2 separate regions of the Arachis hypogaea genome follow, and region 2 is linked to region 1. Evidence: chromatin contacts called from public Hi-C data. All regions are on one chromosome and are shown on one strand. The core of a region is the stretch at or near the end of the contact, and the rest is flanking DNA. Distances in the headings are between cores, read along the strand shown. Region 1 holds the start of LOC112743105. Region 2 holds the start of LOC112743944.

Region 1 (3,482 bases), core at 25-2,524:
TTTTATACCGTTAGGATGATAGATTAACTACCTTTATATAATTCCTCCATCTAAAGTGGTGAGTAATTACTCCCTATTGATTTGGAAGAGTTGTTATCCCACATTCCAAATAAGGAGCGAGATTATAGATATACACATTAGTGTAATTAAGAGTCCTTTTTCGTTGTCAAAATCGAATCAGATCCACTTACCACACAAATTAAACAATTTTAAAAGGATCTTTTAGATCTTTCTCTTTTTTTGTAGACTATACTTATTTTTTTAGACTTGACATAAACAAAAATATTCTTTTATATTCTATAAATAAATTTTTTATGTTTGAATTTGATCTATTCATTTGAAAAAAAAAAATTTAACATGTAAACAAAAAAAAAAAAACAAAATGGTATATAAACATAGCAGAGGAAAAAAAATAATTTAAACTATAAGATAAGAGGTATATATGGGTCATGTTAATTTAAATTTAGACTCAATTCTAATATTTTATTGTCTATTTAAAATTTTTTACTCAATAAATTATTATACCTATTATTTTTTTTATTCTTACCAATTATTGCATTTATTTGATGGATCCACAAATCGCGAAACCCTCTTCTTTTTTTTTTTTCTATCTCTATCCCTATTAGGTATTAGCTGAAACCAACGCTTTGATTTTCTGTTGACTAATAGTTCGAGTAAGTCTTGAATGAGCCTCCCAAAAACTTGATGTAAATAAACAAAATGTTGTCTTACGTTTTTGAGTTATATATTCTCGTTTAATTCTGGTCTCTAAATTGACCTAAAAACAAATCAAGTTGATTTGATATAAAATTAGTGCATATAATTTTATAATTTTATTTTTAATTTCACTTTAATATATATATTTTTTAATTATAAAATACAATTTTGTGTTGGATCACCCAAAGCATGATCTGTCTAAAAATAATATAGAATAAAAATGATAAATCTAATTCGGACAAAATATGTTTTAAATTTGAACTGATTTTTGAACACCTTTATCATGACGTGTAAATAAATTTTTTTATTTTATTACTATTATACATATAATTGATATAACATATTTAACAAATAAAATAATAAAAAATAAATAATTTTTTTTTACTAAAGATAAAGAGATTTGAACATTTAGATGAGTATGCAGGAATGATGTAATTCATTGACAATAAATAATAAATAGTTGAATTCCAATTGATAAATATTTTAATAAAATAAAATGGAAGGCTTGCAAGGCAAGCTAGCGAAACAAGCAATCAATCATTGTCAACATGAGAAGTCAGTAAGTCACCCGCCAACCCCACTTTCATCACTTAACTACATTTCCCTCCCAAAAATCAATCAATTTAGGGTTTCAAAATCCCCGCCAAATTTCCTCCTTTTCCCTTTCTCATTCTCAGTCACACCCCTCACTCTGTAATGTCAATGGCGGTGGAGAACGAGAAATCGGAATCCCCTATCACCAAAGCTTTGAAGCTTCTTCCTCCTCCTGCTGGTAACGAGAACTCACCGCAGAAGCAAGCGTCGAGCCCCACCGCAAGGGATCGCATTGTTTCCGTTGCTTCAAACATTGCATCTCAACCTCTTCACTTCTCTGATCCTCAAGTTTGGGGCGTCCTCACCGCTATCTCCAACAATGCCCGCAAAAGGCTCCAGGTTCGTTCTTTCTCTCATCTCAGATAAAATCTCAGTTGCTCTAATTCATAGTTTTCTTTGTAGTTGCGTTTTTTTATTTGAAAAATGCAAGTGAAGTGAACCGTTTTGCCTCTGAAAGTGAAAAGTGACAAGCTTGCAGCTTGATCTCTGATATAAGCCACGACCTACCGGATACAGTAATGACCTTATGAACTTGTGCTGATTACATGCATGCAATAATTTGGGCATTAGTTTGCGTTTAGATATTTCAGTTTGTTTATTCATTTATATATTGTTCAAACAGTCTGCAAAGGAAGAGAATTTTTTCAAAGCAATTAAGAAAAAAAACTTTTTTTAATTACAAAATATGGTCAAATAAACAGACTCTTAATATATGTCAACAAGATTGAACTGTGCTGTAAATATGTATGGATTTGCAACAAAGTTATTATGAAATTACATTCAGTGGTAGTTGAACGCAGCTGTGTGACCAATGGTTTTGGCACCTTTTCTTCATTTAATTGTTCTTTTTCTGTAACTATTGGTTACTCCTCTTCATTTGATTTGATTTGGTTGAATGGTTGATTCTGACCAGGGAATTAATATTTTACTAACTGCCAATGAGCACTGCATCGGCCGATTGGTGGATGATGTGCGATTCCAGATTGATTCGAACAACATTAGTGCAAATCATTGCAGAATATACAGGATGTCGGTTACAAACGAAAATATGGTGGACACAACATCAATTTTCTTGAAAGATACAAGGTTGTGGATTCTTTTTCAGAGTTTGACTATTTCTATCCTTCTTGTGGAAAAATTTCTCTCCCTTGTCATATTCTGATTTTTGTAAAGTGTTGTTCAGCAGAAATGGAACTTACCTTAACTGGGAGAAGTTAAAAAAGAATGGTCCTGCTGTCAAAGTTTTCCATGGTGATATTATATCGTTTGCTGCTCCTCCTCAGCACGGTATGAATGCTTTCCAGTTATCAGAAGTCAGAATTTTCATTTTTCTTTAATAAATGGGATTTCAGGTTTTTTGGTTCCCTCAAAAAATATTTTGTATCTTTTGATACAGATCTTACATTTTCTTTTGTATATCGAGAGGTGCTTTTGTCCTCCCCCATGCCAGATAATGCAGCTGCTAAGCGAAAAGCAGGTAATGTTATGATTAACCAAATTTAATTTACTAGTTTGTGTCATTATAGCATTCTACTCCTATTATGTTCATTATAGAATTCAAGCTTGAAAATTATATTATAGCATGTTGTAATATTCATAATTTTCCTATACATTTGATTTTGACATTTGCAGCTTCTTCATATAACTTCATGTGATCAACTGTTTACTTCCTATTCGTTGTGAAATTTATATTACATCTAATTGATAATTATGATATATAATGTAATTTTCTATCAGAAAGTTATGTGAAAGATACATCAGGGTTGATATAGATATTTGTTTTATTTGAGTTTGTGGTGCTTTTAAAATTTCTGTCTTACTTTTTCTTATCTTGAATATATAGAGCGTTGTGCCTTTGAAAGCAAGAGATTGAAAGGCTTAGGCATTGGTGCCCCCGAAGGTCCCATTTCTCTTGATGATTTTCGAAGCCTTCAAAGATCAAACACAGTACGTTAATTTAAAAGGATGCAATATCCTAAGCACTGTAAACTCCTCCTTTCTTACCCTTCTTTTTCCTCATGTTAATTGTATCCTATCTTATTCTTGGCAGGAGCTGAGGAAGCAGTTGGAGAATCAGGTGGTATTAATTGATACTTTGCGTAATGACAACCGTGTTGCTGCTGATCGTCATGAAAGTGTATGTAGCTGATGCATTTTCAATTTATGTTCTC
Region 2 (3,384 bases), core at 244-2,743, 230 kb before region 1:
ACAAAGTACCACAGTAACCTAAAACAAATGTAAAGCAGACATAGTTAACTTGAATATGCTGATAGGTAAGTATTAACTATTAAGTACAACGTTACAGTTATTAACGAATTCAGTAAGAAAATTTAACTATTCCGGTAAGCAAATCATTCATTTTCTTTGCACAGTATACTCAGTGCTATTTGTGTTCAAAATCCACAAGAACTGCATAGAAGTAGCACTAGATTCTCTGGTTTTACATGTTTGTCTTCTTAAAGAAAATGGGAGAATAAATCCATCACCATTGAACAATATTCAAACATCAAACTAGAAGATAATACCAAATCTAGACCTTCAAAAAGTTAAGGAAAATGTACACAAGGCAGAGAAGTAAAACACACAGATTGGCATGATTCAAACTCACTGTATCAAAGAAAACAGTACTAAATTGTTCCAGCTACAAGAATGGAGCCATGATCATCGAAATGAAACTGAAAGGTGGTGTATCACTTCATCTTAGCCTCTGTAAAGAGAACATGGCGGTTAACCCTTGGATCGTACTTGCGAAACTCGAGCTTCTCTGTGAACTGCCTTGGCTTCCTCTTCACATAGAAAAATCCAGTCCCAGCAGCAGACACTAGTTTTACAAACATTTGAGCCTTCTTCTTCTTGTCCCCCATTCCTTACTCTAAACACAACGAAACCATTTACTTCAGTTTTTTTCCCTCCTCTTCAACAATTAAAAATAAGAATTTGATTTTAATGAAATATAAAACAGATTCACACTTGCATTTAATTATATCTCGTCACGTTAATAAAAAACAACTATCTTTTACACCTACCGTGTGAATGATAATCCAAAAAAATGATTGTAATTAGATGATTGAAAGGTGAAATAATGCATATATTTGGTAAAGTCTATTTTATCTTCAGATCCTTTATTTCCCTCAAAGACCCTAACTCAAGAAGCACACTTTGGAAATTTGATACAGCAGCAACATAATACCTTTAAATACAATAATTTCCTATGAAATCAATGTACAGTAGATAATGAGTTCCACAAGATATCACATCAAATCTGTGTTTTGTGGGGAATATCATGAATTTGATTCTGTTTCCATCAAACACAAAGGCAAACGGTAACTTCTATTCTATTTTTTGTCTGCTTATTTTTCTTTCATAAATTAAAATTATTAAAGAAGGTTAATATGTTTATTATGATGACAATATAAACATCTTCGTAATGAGAAAATTACAAAAGCATGATTTTCAAACGGTCAATCCCACTAAATACTCTATAAAATATGCTTAGAAATCATGGCTTCAAAAATTACAGATACACTAAAACCCAACGAGAGAGGGAGGGAGAGAGAGACCTTAATTGTGAGAGGCAGTGGCGTGGGGTGTTGGCGCAACTGCAATGTGCGACGGCAGAATGAGCTGTTTTAATATTTTAGGGGATTTCCGTTTTCACTTTTCAGGGTTCCAAAGGCCAGAGGCACATTGATATATTCAATTCATGGATGCATTATAATATTTATTTCTATTTTATAAGTATTTGTAAACAACATCAAATGGTGTCGTGGTGTAGTTGGTTATCACGTCAGTCTAACACACTGAAGGTCTCCGGTTCGAGTCCGGGCGACGCCAATTTCTTTTTTTTTTTTGCTTTTTCACACACTGAAGGCATGATGATGTGTTACTATATTTTTGCTCATGTTCATTAGTAATTACCCATATTAAATAACTCTTGCATGAGTTATTTTTGAAAATTTTATTTGTCAAACATTTTTCTTTTTACTTTCTCCTTCTTATATGTATAAATTTAATTTTTACAGTTATTATATATACAAAATAAAATCCAAAAATAACCAATTAAGGGTCTGATTGGAAAACTCCAAAAGCTATTTTTTTTTCTTTTGACTTATAAAAAGTTACATCAATAGTGTTTGGTATATATAATTTTTTAGATAAATTTTTAACTTTTTAAAAAGTTATTTAAGAGCTTTTGAAGAAGTTAAAAAATGTGACTTTTCTTATTTTTAAAAGCTATTTTATCACTCCTATTTAATGTACAACTTTAAAATAAAGACTTTTATAATAACTTTTCAAACACAAAATAACTTATTTAAAAGTTGTTATTAATAAAAGTTCTTATATTTTAAGCTCCTTTTTTCAAAAGAACTTATTTAAGAAGTTTAGTCAAACTGGCCTAGAATTAACTATTTTTTGCTGTGATGTACGTCATAAGACTGTATAAAGAAGTGAAGAACCCGATATTCAGATATGAAATGAACAAACCACTGCGGCTATAAAGCTTTCCTTCATTCAAACTTCAATTTTGTAGTAATGGTTACTATCTTTGTTGATAAATTTATTTTTTAATTGATTTTTTGCTATTTTTTCGATTAAAAATATGAAATAGAAGCGCAAGTATAAATTTTATTGAGAAAATCAGACAAGTAGTATGATCTTTTGTAAAATAATTATTTTGTTTTCATATGTTAATGTGTTATGACTTCCTTTAAGTGAATTTTATTGAAAAAAAATTCTACTTTATTTTCAAAACGGTTTCTTAAAGCTTAACTTATTACTCCGTAAAGTTTTTGCAACTACCATAGAGTATTAATATGTTTCTCAGTATCTATTGATTGGACAAAAGTGCTTTTATTTTTATGATTTTTCTTAGAACTTTATATTTGATGGGTTAGTAATAGTTTGAGGAAGGTGTATATTATTTTTACTGAGACTTTCCAGATTTTGACATTCTTTTAAGTGTAATGCATTTTTTTTATTAAAATATTAATTGTTGACATTTTTTTTTTCATTCAATAAACTCGAAAAATATACTTTTATACATGTCAAAAATTTTCTATTCTTTTCTAAATAAAAAAATGCTCTTTTCATTTGTGTGATAGTAATGCTTTTTTTTTCAGTTTTCTCTTCTTTTCTAAATAAAAAGTGCTCTCTTCATTTGTGTGATAGTAATGCTTTTTTTTTCTTTGAATGCATGTAGTATTTTTACTTCTATGTTCAAACCTGCTATGTAGGCACAACTTTAAAATAGTATTCTAGACTCAGAAATTTTCAAAGCAATGATGCATTCAATCATGTGCAGGACCTTGACATTATGGTAATAAAATGTGATATATTTGTTTTTTTTTTTCTATGAAATGTGATATATTTTTTTCTACAAGATGCTACTCATTACTTTACTATACTTAACTCTCATTTTGCAGCCACTTCATGCCCGAGCCAGAGATAAGAAGGAGGAGATTTTCTCCCTTTGGAAACAAGAAGTTATTGCCTGTATAAAGGTGTGGAATATATACATGTATGAAAGATGCATCTAAATTTTTTTTAACTCCAAAAAATTAAATGAATTTAGTTGGATGCAGTTGCTGCAGA

The links. Hi-C and Micro-C count contacts between places; a contact is called where the count stands out from the background.
Region 2: a contact with region 1 is called in a Hi-C map of leaf, with 5 times the contacts expected there. The contact joins the promoter of LOC112743944 here to the promoter of LOC112743105 in region 1. A contact is called at or near these places in 3 of 8 Hi-C or Micro-C datasets (all in leaf).

What each region holds. Positions count from the first base shown.
Region 1 is chr14:123,560,616-123,564,097 of arahy.Tifrunner.gnm2.J5K5, reverse strand. It overlaps LOC112743105, which reads left to right and starts at 1,274. Exons shown (of 13, transcript XM_029292257.2): 1 at 1,274-1,650; 2 at 2,225-2,397; 3 at 2,498-2,598; 4 at 2,708-2,788; 5 at 3,155-3,258; 6 at 3,362-3,448. The coding sequence starts at 1,414.
Region 2 is chr14:123,795,117-123,798,500 of arahy.Tifrunner.gnm2.J5K5, reverse strand. LOC112743944 reads right to left here and starts at 1,493. Exons shown (of 2, transcript XM_025793387.3): 1 at 1,353-1,493; 2 at 130-664. The coding sequence starts at 656. The coding sequence ends at 483. It overlaps TRNAV-AAC (transfer RNA valine (anticodon AAC)), which reads left to right and starts at 1,553; the gene lies at 1,553-1,626.